Linked DNA regions of Sus scrofa: region 1 is linked to region 2. The links are chromatin contacts, called in public Hi-C maps. All regions are on one chromosome and are shown on one strand. The core of a region is the stretch at or near the end of the contact, and the rest is flanking DNA. Distances in the headings are between cores, read along the strand shown. Region 1 holds the start of SLC12A5 (solute carrier family 12 member 5). Region 2 holds the start of ZSWIM3 (zinc finger SWIM domain-containing protein 3).

What was found. Hi-C and Micro-C count contacts between places; a contact is called where the count stands out from the background.
Region 1: a contact with region 2 is called in a Hi-C map of liver, with 6 times the contacts expected there. The contact joins the promoter of SLC12A5 here to the promoter of ZSWIM3 in region 2. A contact is called at or near these places in 1 of 47 Hi-C or Micro-C datasets (liver) and 1 of 2 datasets of contacts at active chromatin or transcription factors (alveolar macrophages).

What each region holds. Positions count from the first base shown.
Region 1 is chr17:48,190,206-48,194,368 of Sscrofa11.1, reverse strand. SLC12A5 (solute carrier family 12 member 5) reads right to left here and starts at 2,297. Exons shown (of 26, transcript XM_021078314.1): 1 at 2,090-2,297. The coding sequence starts at 2,210.
Region 2 is chr17:48,052,757-48,057,457 of Sscrofa11.1, reverse strand. It overlaps ZSWIM3 (zinc finger SWIM domain-containing protein 3), which reads right to left and starts at 2,979. Exons shown (of 2, transcript XM_013985404.2): 1 at 2,592-2,979. The coding sequence starts at 2,746. ACOT8 (acyl-coenzyme A thioesterase 8) reads left to right here and starts at 3,123. Exons shown (of 6, transcript XM_001928889.4): 1 at 3,123-3,367. The coding sequence starts at 3,249.

The DNA.
Region 1 (4,163 bases), core at 1,048-3,547, 140 kb before region 2:
TGCACACCCGACAGTGGGAGCTGGATTGTACTTCACTCTGCAGGAGCTTGGATATGGGAATGGGAAGACCTTGAGATAAGAGAGAGCCATCTTATTCCCAGGCCAGGGGATGGATAATGGCAGGAGAGAAGGCAGGCGTGGGGGAAGTAGGACCCCACAGCCAGGAGGTGGGAACCTACCCCTCTGACCTAATGATCAGTAAGCACCTAGTAAGTGCTAGGCTGTGGGCCTGGAACTCAGAAAACAAAGATAAAAAGATATGGCCCTTGCCCTTGAGATGTAGGAGACACACAAGTAAATAACTTCCATCCACTGGGACATGTGCTGTAATGGTGCAGTGGGCAGGCAGAAGAGGGATGTCTGCCTCTGCCTGGGAGCAAGAGAAAGCGAAAAAGGTTTTTTTCAGAAGAGGTTAAATGAGCTATAACACACAGCATGAGGACTTTCTCCGATGGATGGAGGTGGGCAGAAGAATGTGGACAGGTACATGAGAAGCAGATGACGGGAGAGTTTGAGTGACAGACTAAAGGGTTTGGCAGTTTATCTTACAGGTGATGAGGGCTGGGGGTGGCTTGCAAACAGGATTGGAGGCAGGCAGACCAGTGAGGAGGCTGTGGTCACAGCTGCGTGAGAGATGATGGAAGTTTGGACCAGGGTGATGGTGACAGGAGGAGAGATGTGGGCAGATTCAGGATAAGGTTTGAAGGTGGAGTGGCTGAGACATGAGGAACAATCAGATCTGGTGGTAGGAGGAAAGAAGGGGTTGAGGATGGCTCCTAGAGTTCTGACTTTTAAATCTGTAAGGCTGTAAGGACATTCCTGAAAGTGATTAAAGGGCAGATTATGGGAAAGATGAAGAAAGAAAAGAGCCCTAAAATTCCTAGTGACCACGTCCAGGAGGTGGCTGGTTCACGGGACTGGAGCCTTCCAGAAATCTAGGCCTCAGTTCAGTCATCTGCCCAAAGAGGAGGTTTGCCAAAGTTTGAAACCCCTAAAGGGTTTTTGGTGCTCAGTTTTGCTGGAATCGGGGTGAGCTCACCTGCGGCTCAGCAGCGACCCCTGGAGGCCTGGGGAGGCTCTTTCTCCTCCCTGCTCTGGGGCCATTTGGAGCCGATTCTCCACGTTCCTTCCAGACCTGAGGGGCCCAGAGTCAGGGAGGGGAACCCCTGACAGGTGGCCCTTGCGGAGAAAACTGTGTGTGCATCCAGGATGCTAATTCTTCACCGAAGGCTAGAAGGATCCTTTCCCTCCTCTCTCTTCTGTACCCTGTATGTAACTTCCATGACGTGACCACTGCCCTGGGCCCTCCAGGAAGACGCCCCTAATCCATTACTCTAGTGCTGGCACCACCCACTGCTTGTGGAGCAGGAGTAGAGGGAGCTGAGTCCCAAAAGGTCGGGACTGGAGTCGCCAAAGGAGCCTCCCAGGATCTAGCTGTCTGGGGTCCAAACTTCTCTTTTCTCCCGTCTCCTTCCCGGGATTCCCCAGGCGCTGGCAGCGACGCCTCCCGGGTGGCTGAGGACTGAAGGATCCGCCAGGCACCAATGACCCGGCGACCCAGCGGAACTCATTTTTCCTGCTGCCCGCCACTCTACCCCTATACTGCTGGCCCAACCCCTTCTGTGGTCCCGCCCTTTTCTACCCCCAAACCCAAGCTGGTCCTGCCTCGTCCCATTGGCTCTGGACCCACCCACACGGCCCTCCCTTTTCCTGGTTCCACCTTCTCCCTCTCTGGTCCCGCCTCCTATCCGATGTGACCCCGCCCCTTTACTGCCCTCCGGCCCAGCCCCCTAGGTCTTAGCCCCTACATCACAAGATCCTCCCCTTCAACTCTAGCCCCACCCTCTTCTCTGTGTCCCCGCCCACCGCTATTCTGGCCCCTCCCTTCATCATTTCCCCTCCACCAGCCTTACCCCACTTTCCTAGGTCCCAACTCGCTCTCCTTTCTCCGGCCCTCGGCTGGGACCCTACCCCACCCCGCCATGGCCCCGCCCCTCCCTACAAGACCTGCCCACCAAGGGGGGCCCCCCCACTCCCCTCCATAGCCCCGCCCCCATATCGGTAGGCCCCGCCCCCCTGCGGCCTCTACCTTTGGCGTCTTCCCCAGAGAGGTGGCGGAGACCGGCTGCTGGATGCCGTTGGGACTCCGGGTCAGAGGTCCCGGCAGGGCCCGCGGGTGGCAGTGAAGTGACAGTGAACCTGCGGCTCATGGTGCGGAAAGGGGCCGGGCGGCCGCGGAACGGGCCCAGATTGCACAAGTGGCCGCAGCCCGGCTCCTGAAGGCTGAAAGAGCGGATTCCCCCTCCACGCCGGCCGCCCCCCGCCGGCCGCGGCGCCGCGCAGGGTCCTAGTGCCCGCTGTGCTGAGGCTCTGTATCTCATCACTTAGCTCTGAGGCCCTGGACTCTCAATTCCACTGGAACCGCTTGAGGATCCCCCTCGCTGCTGAGAGCTTTCCCTGTACCAGGGACCCCAGCATGTGGCTCCTGGAACCGGCGCTCCTCTGCTGGGGTCTCCTAAACATCTGGGTTTCATTCACACTCATTCATTCAGCACATCTTGACAGCTCACCTGTGTTTCAGGCATTGGTGCTAGGCTCTGGGGATACAGCACTGGATGAGACCCACTGGCTTCCTTCCCTCGTGTGGCTTAAGTCCTAATGTGTGAGAGGAGAGAGATGATAAGTGAGCAAACGCATAAACAAGATAATTTGAGATTGTTGTATATGTTAAGAAGAAAAGGTGAGGAGTTCCCATCGTGGCGCAGTGGTTAACGAATCCGACTAGGAACCATGAGGTTGCAGGTTCAGTCCCTGCCCTTGCTCAGTGGGTTAACGATCCGGCGTTGCCATGAGCTGTGGTGTAGGTTGCAAACGCGGCTCAAATCCCACGTTGCTGTGGCTCTGGCGTAGGCCTGCGGCTACAGCTCCAATTAGACCCCTAGCTTGGGAACCTCCATATGCTGCGAGAGCAGCCCAAGAAATGGCAAAAAGACAAGAAGAAGAAGAAGAAGAAGAAGAGGAAGGAGGAGGGGAAGGAGGGGAGGAAGAGGAGGAAGAAGAGGAAGAAGAGGAGGCCCAGGGATAATGAGTAGAGGGAAGAACTGCTTTAGGGCATGGTCTGAGAAGACCTCTCAGAAGATGGAATATTTAACCTGAGACTTCACTAATGAGAAGGAGCCAATTAAGCAGAGATGTGGGGGAAGAGCTCTCTTGAAGAGAAAATAGCAAGTGCAAAGGCCCCGGGGTGAAAAGAGGCCTGGATGGTTTAGGGAGCAGCAAGAAGGCCAGTGTGTCTGGAACAGTGAGCGAAAAGCGTGGTGGTGAGGAGATGAGGGAGGAGAAGAAGGCAGATCCTAAGGCTTCAGGGAGGCATCTGGATTCTTTCCTAATCTACCAGGGAACCCGTGAGAAGTTTTTGAGTCGGGAAAATGAAGTAATCTGACTTATATGTTAACGGGGTCACTCTGGCTGCTGGGTGAAAACTCAACTAAGGGCAGGCGTAGAGGCTGAGAGTCTGATGAGGAGGTTTCTGCAGACCCCCAGGTAAGAGGTACTGTTAGCTGGGCTAGGATGGTGGCAGTCATCTGATTCCAGATACATTTTGGAAGTAGAACCTACAGGGCCTGCTGCTGGATTGGACGTTGCATGTAATGGAAAGAGGCCTCAAGGAGGATCCTGGAAAATCTCATGCATTGCTGGTGGGAATATAGATGGGCAGAACCGCTTTGGAAAATTGTTTGGTCACATCTGCTAAAGTTGAACTTACACATACCTGTCTAGCCAGCAATTCCACTCCAAGGTATATGCCTGTAAAATACTGTTTAACTAACGTGAAAATAGTCACAGTCTATCTTTAAGGAGTTCCAGTTGTGGCTCAGTGGTAACAAACCCAACTAGTGTCCATGAGGATGAGGGTTCCATCCCTGGCCTTGCTGTCTGGGTTAAGGATCCAGCGTTGCTGTGGCCATGGTGTAGGCCAGCAGCTGCAACTCCAATTCGACCCCTAGCCTGGGAACGTCTGTATGCTTCTGGGGTAGCCCTTAAAAAGCAAAAAAAAAAAAAATGTATCTTTAAGCTGTTATAAATGATGATAGTAACTCTTGGGATGAAGAGGCAGTGATTACAAGAGGGCATGCGGGGGTTTTTAGGATGCCGGTGATGTT
Region 2 (4,701 bases), core at 1,730-4,229:
AGATCCTTAACCCACTGAACAAGGCCAGGGATCAAACCTGCAACCTCATGGTTCCTAATCGGATTTGCTAAGCACTGAGCCACGATGAGAACTCTCTTAAAAAATGAATTTTTTTGAGTGGCTAATATAGTAATTTAATTTTTTTGAAATTTAAAAAATTACATAAAAAGGTCAGTGTCCTTTCCACTGTGTGAGACACAACTGCTGTTACTTTCCTGAGATACTCTGAGCCTGAACAAACATACCCTGTGTGTACATAGGCATCGAGGCTTTTTTTGTTTTGTTTGCCACACCAATGGCATGTGGAAGTTTCTTTGAATATTACAACAATTTAAAGAAAAATGTTAAGTAAATTGTAGTTCAGGATATATGGTGATGAGAGGATCGTATATAAAATACCTGAGGAGTTCCCATTGTGGCGCAGTGGTTAGCGAATCCAACTAGGAACCATGAGGTTGCGGGTTCGATCCCTGGCTTTGCTCAGTGGGTTAAGGATCCAGCGTTGCCAAGTGAGCTGTGGTGTAGGTTGCAGACGCAGCTCGGATCCTACGTTGCTGTGGCTGTGGTGTAAGCCGGTGGCTATAGCTCCGATTAGATCCCTAGCCTGGGAACCTCCATATGCTGTGGGAGTGGCCCTATAAAAAGGCAAAAAGACAAAAAATAAAAAAAATAATAAAAAATAAATAAATAAAATACCTGACATTTTGAGGAAAAGTGAGCTAAGATAAGTGGATGGGCTAGATTATTCTAACTAGTAGATATGGTTAAGTGCAGGACCAGGAAGCTGTAGTTTGGGAGGGGGGCTGAATGTGGTGTAGACCCAGTGTGGATGGAGCACACAGTGCAAGATGGAGAGGTCAGAAGGGTCAGAGGTCAGAAAGGTCAGATGATCTGGCAAGCCAGGTCCTGGACTTAAACTTGAGGGCAGCAGGAGGCTCCTGTACTCTATCTGGCTTAGAGTGTAAGCAGCTTGAGAGCAGGGCATTTTTTGATTCTTTCACTGCTTAGAAGATGCTACCAGCATAAATTAAAGTCCAAACACTTCACAATGGTACCCAAAGACTTTTTTTTTTCTTTTTCCTTTTGGCTACACCTGCAGCATGCAGAAGTTCCTGGGCTAGGGAGCAAACTCGAGCCACAGTAGTGACAACACTGGATCCTCTACCTGATGAGCTACCAGGGAACTCTCTAAAGACCATTTAGGTAACATGCAAGTGACATGATCTCCTGTAAGCATGGCATGCCACACTATCTCAGACATGCTACTTCTTTCACCTATTTGTGCCTTTGCTCCACAGCTCCTTCTGGTCAAGTGATCCTCCTGTGTTACTCGGTAACTAACCATTCGACTTCTACACTAGCCCTTTGCATTCATCCACAGCCCAGCAGAAACCATTACTTCCAGTGTGAAGCCGTTTCCCTCTTCCCAGGCACTTGTCACTTCTTCCTCTGCACACTGCTTTTAAAGCGTTTATCACATACTAGTCAGGTTACCCGAATCGCTATGCCATCTCAAGCTCTTTGACAGCAGGTTTCGTTACTGGCTCCTCTACATTGTCTGTACGAGCAGAACCCTGGACCTCAGACTGGGGAAAAAAACACAGCCTGCTCCCTAGATAGGGAACTTTGACCAAATGTCTCAACCCAGAAGTCTCAAACTCAGATATAGTTTGATTCTCAGAGTTGGCCCACATAGGGTGTGTTCAAATTTGAATTTTCAATTTTTAAAAAGTGGACAAACTCACGGAAAGCCTGGATTTCTGACTCCATTTGCCCTAAATCTAGGAACACTGGCTCATTTTCACATGGCAACCATCAGCTGAAGTTGATCAAACAGGGCCTGTGCTCCATTTTGCCCAATTCACACGTCTGTTCTCCCTAGCACAAAGACCTGGTTTTGGTTGTTCTTTCCTCATTGTTTTTCTTATGGTTAAATTAAAAGTTAAACTTTCTTACACTAGGCTGTTTCACCTGAGTCCTGAAGGCAATTGAGTGTTCAACCATTAGCTTAGCCTCCAAGTCTGTTTTCTTATCTGCCAAATAGAAAAATAACCTTTGCCTATAATTTTCAGTACAGCTCTGCAGGGTAACACGGATACCAAACAGAGAATGCTGCTTGGACCATGGGAAAGTGTTTGAAAAACACAATTTTTTAAACCTCAGGAGCTCAAGAACCATTTACAGAATGAATGAATCAATGAATGATGAATGAATGAACAAACAAACGAACCAACAATTGATCAGTATTACTGCTTTGTAAAGAGAAGACTGATGAAGAAAACTCTGGCCACGGCGTTTTTATCCATTTGTGAAAGCCATACTTTGTGTCTGGGATACGGCAGGTGCTTGAAAAATGGGACAAACTGCCGTCACTATGAATTCCAGAAAAGCTGTGCATGAAGGAGTGAGTGAAGGTGAAGTGGGCAAGAGTTACGCCTGTGAAGGTTTAGCACTTTTCACCAGGCACACAGCAGGTGCTCAATGAGTGCCTGTGGAATGCTCAGAGACAGGGGCCCAGCTGCACTCCCTCCTCCAAGCCGCCCTCCAGAGGGCCATCCGGCCTCCTCCCCACCCTCCTGCCCCGCCCTTACAGGATGTCCTCGCGGATGGAGGTGCCATGGTTGAGGTTGTGGAAGCGGACGGAGACGCAGTCCCTGAGAATGAAGGAGCACCTGTTCTCCTTTTTGTAGGCGCTGAAGCACTCCTTGAAGTCCTCGTAGGTCTTGAAGCAGCTGCCTAGCTCCATGGCCGCCCCCTCAGCCCACAACAGGGGCTGGCCCCAAGATCCACACCAGGGGTCAGAGGTCACACTGTGAGGTTTCTACAGACTGGAGTGGGCCCAGGAGGCCTTAAGGGTCGGCCCGGGTCGGGTGGCCTGTTACGGAGCTCAGGAGAAGCCCTCAGCTCGGGAGGACCTAGGTGCACTGGGGGGCGTCTTTGCTACTGACAGAAGGGAAATGACACTCAGCCCTTATTATCCATTCTCGGGGCTCCGCCCCATCACTGACACATCCAATCAGCACCAGCCTCTCAGACTGGCACTCACTTTTTCCAATCGCTAGAGAGTAGATGGGCTGGCTCAACGGAAAACCGACAGGGGCATTGACCAATCATAACCTGCATCCCGCTTTCCCAGGGCCGGCCGGATACTTCCGGTTATTTAGCTTTTTGCCGGAGGCTGCGCATTTTACCTAATCTCCGTGTGAGCAGCTCGGGGCAGAGTCCTTGGCGAGCTGTAACTGAACTACATGTCGTCCACGGAGCCTCCCGAGGACAGACAGAGCGGCGACGATCCACCCGGGGACCTCCGCAGTGTCCTGGTCACCAGCGTGCTCAATCTCGAGCTCTTGGACCAGGACCTCTTCAGGTAGTTGGCCGCATCTGGTACCCCCCGCAACCCGCCCGAGACACAGTGGGACAGGGGCTCCTGATATTGACTGCTGCTACCCCGTCGCCCCTGTCCGTAGCCCCCGGGATGAGAATTGACTCTGCGTAGGATGCCTCTGCGCCGATTGGGAGGGAACTTGTGCCTGACAAAGCTGCCCAGGTTTCCTCCTCTGCACAAGGGGTCAGTGCAGCCTCACGGAGGTCCTCTCAATCTGAACAAAAACAGTGGTGACCCAAGATGTCCTTCTCAGCAGCCTCCCTTGAGGAGTCATATCCCAGGGGGAGCCAGCCCAGAAAGGACAGTGATTTGTCCAAGGACGCAAACTTATCTGCAGCTCCTACGGGGAAATTCACTTATTTGCTCTTCCCTACCCCATCCCCACCACCACTAGGTGGGGTCTAATAGCTATTCATTCTGAGGCCTGAGCCAGTTTCCTTCCTGATGCCACTTTAATTCTTGACTGTAGTGGAGGGTTTAACAGCTTAGGCTTCCAAGGCTCTTCTTGGCTGATTGGAAACTATTTTAGGCATTAACTTAATTTCCCCCATTTTAACAAATTACAAGTAACTCTGGAGAACTGTTTGCTATGCATTATGTGAACATCTTGAGCTGGGATGTGAGAAGTTGGAAACCTAAATTCTTTTTTTTTTTGGTCTTTTTAGGGCCGCACCCGTGGCATATGAAGGTTCCCAGGCTAGGGGTTGAATCGGAGCTGTAGTCACTTGCCTATGCCACAAGGCCAGATTCGAGCCATGTCTGTGATCTACACTACAGCTCATGGCGCCAGATCCTTAACCCGCTGAGTGAGGCCAGGGATCGAACCTGTGTCCTCATGGATGCTAGTCAGATTCCTTTCCGCTGAGCCATGACGGATGCTCCATGGAGACCTAAATTCTTGAGCTGCCACTGGGCACAGGCACAGGACAAGACTTGCCTCTAGGGCCTCAATTTCCACATCTGTACACTGAAGGGGTCAAATTTGAAGTCTGAGGGCCCTTCAATCTCTAAATCAAGTTCTTCGAAGAACTAGGCTATAAAGTTGAGGGGTGTGAGTGGCAGACCTTAATACAGTCCACTCCCAGCTTTGGGGGTTCGTCTTTGTTTACTTAAGGCCTTGAGAGGCTTACCCCTTACGCTGGTATGGGAAGAAGACATGGGGTCAAAAGACCCAGATACTTCTCAGGATGGAAGTGTTTGAGCTGTGTGACCTTGCTCGAGTCAGTTTCTCTCTTATGCTCCCTGTTCTTGTAGTGTAAAATATGGGAATTGCTTCATTAGCCTTAACTGAAGTCCATGGACGTTTTGGGCATCCT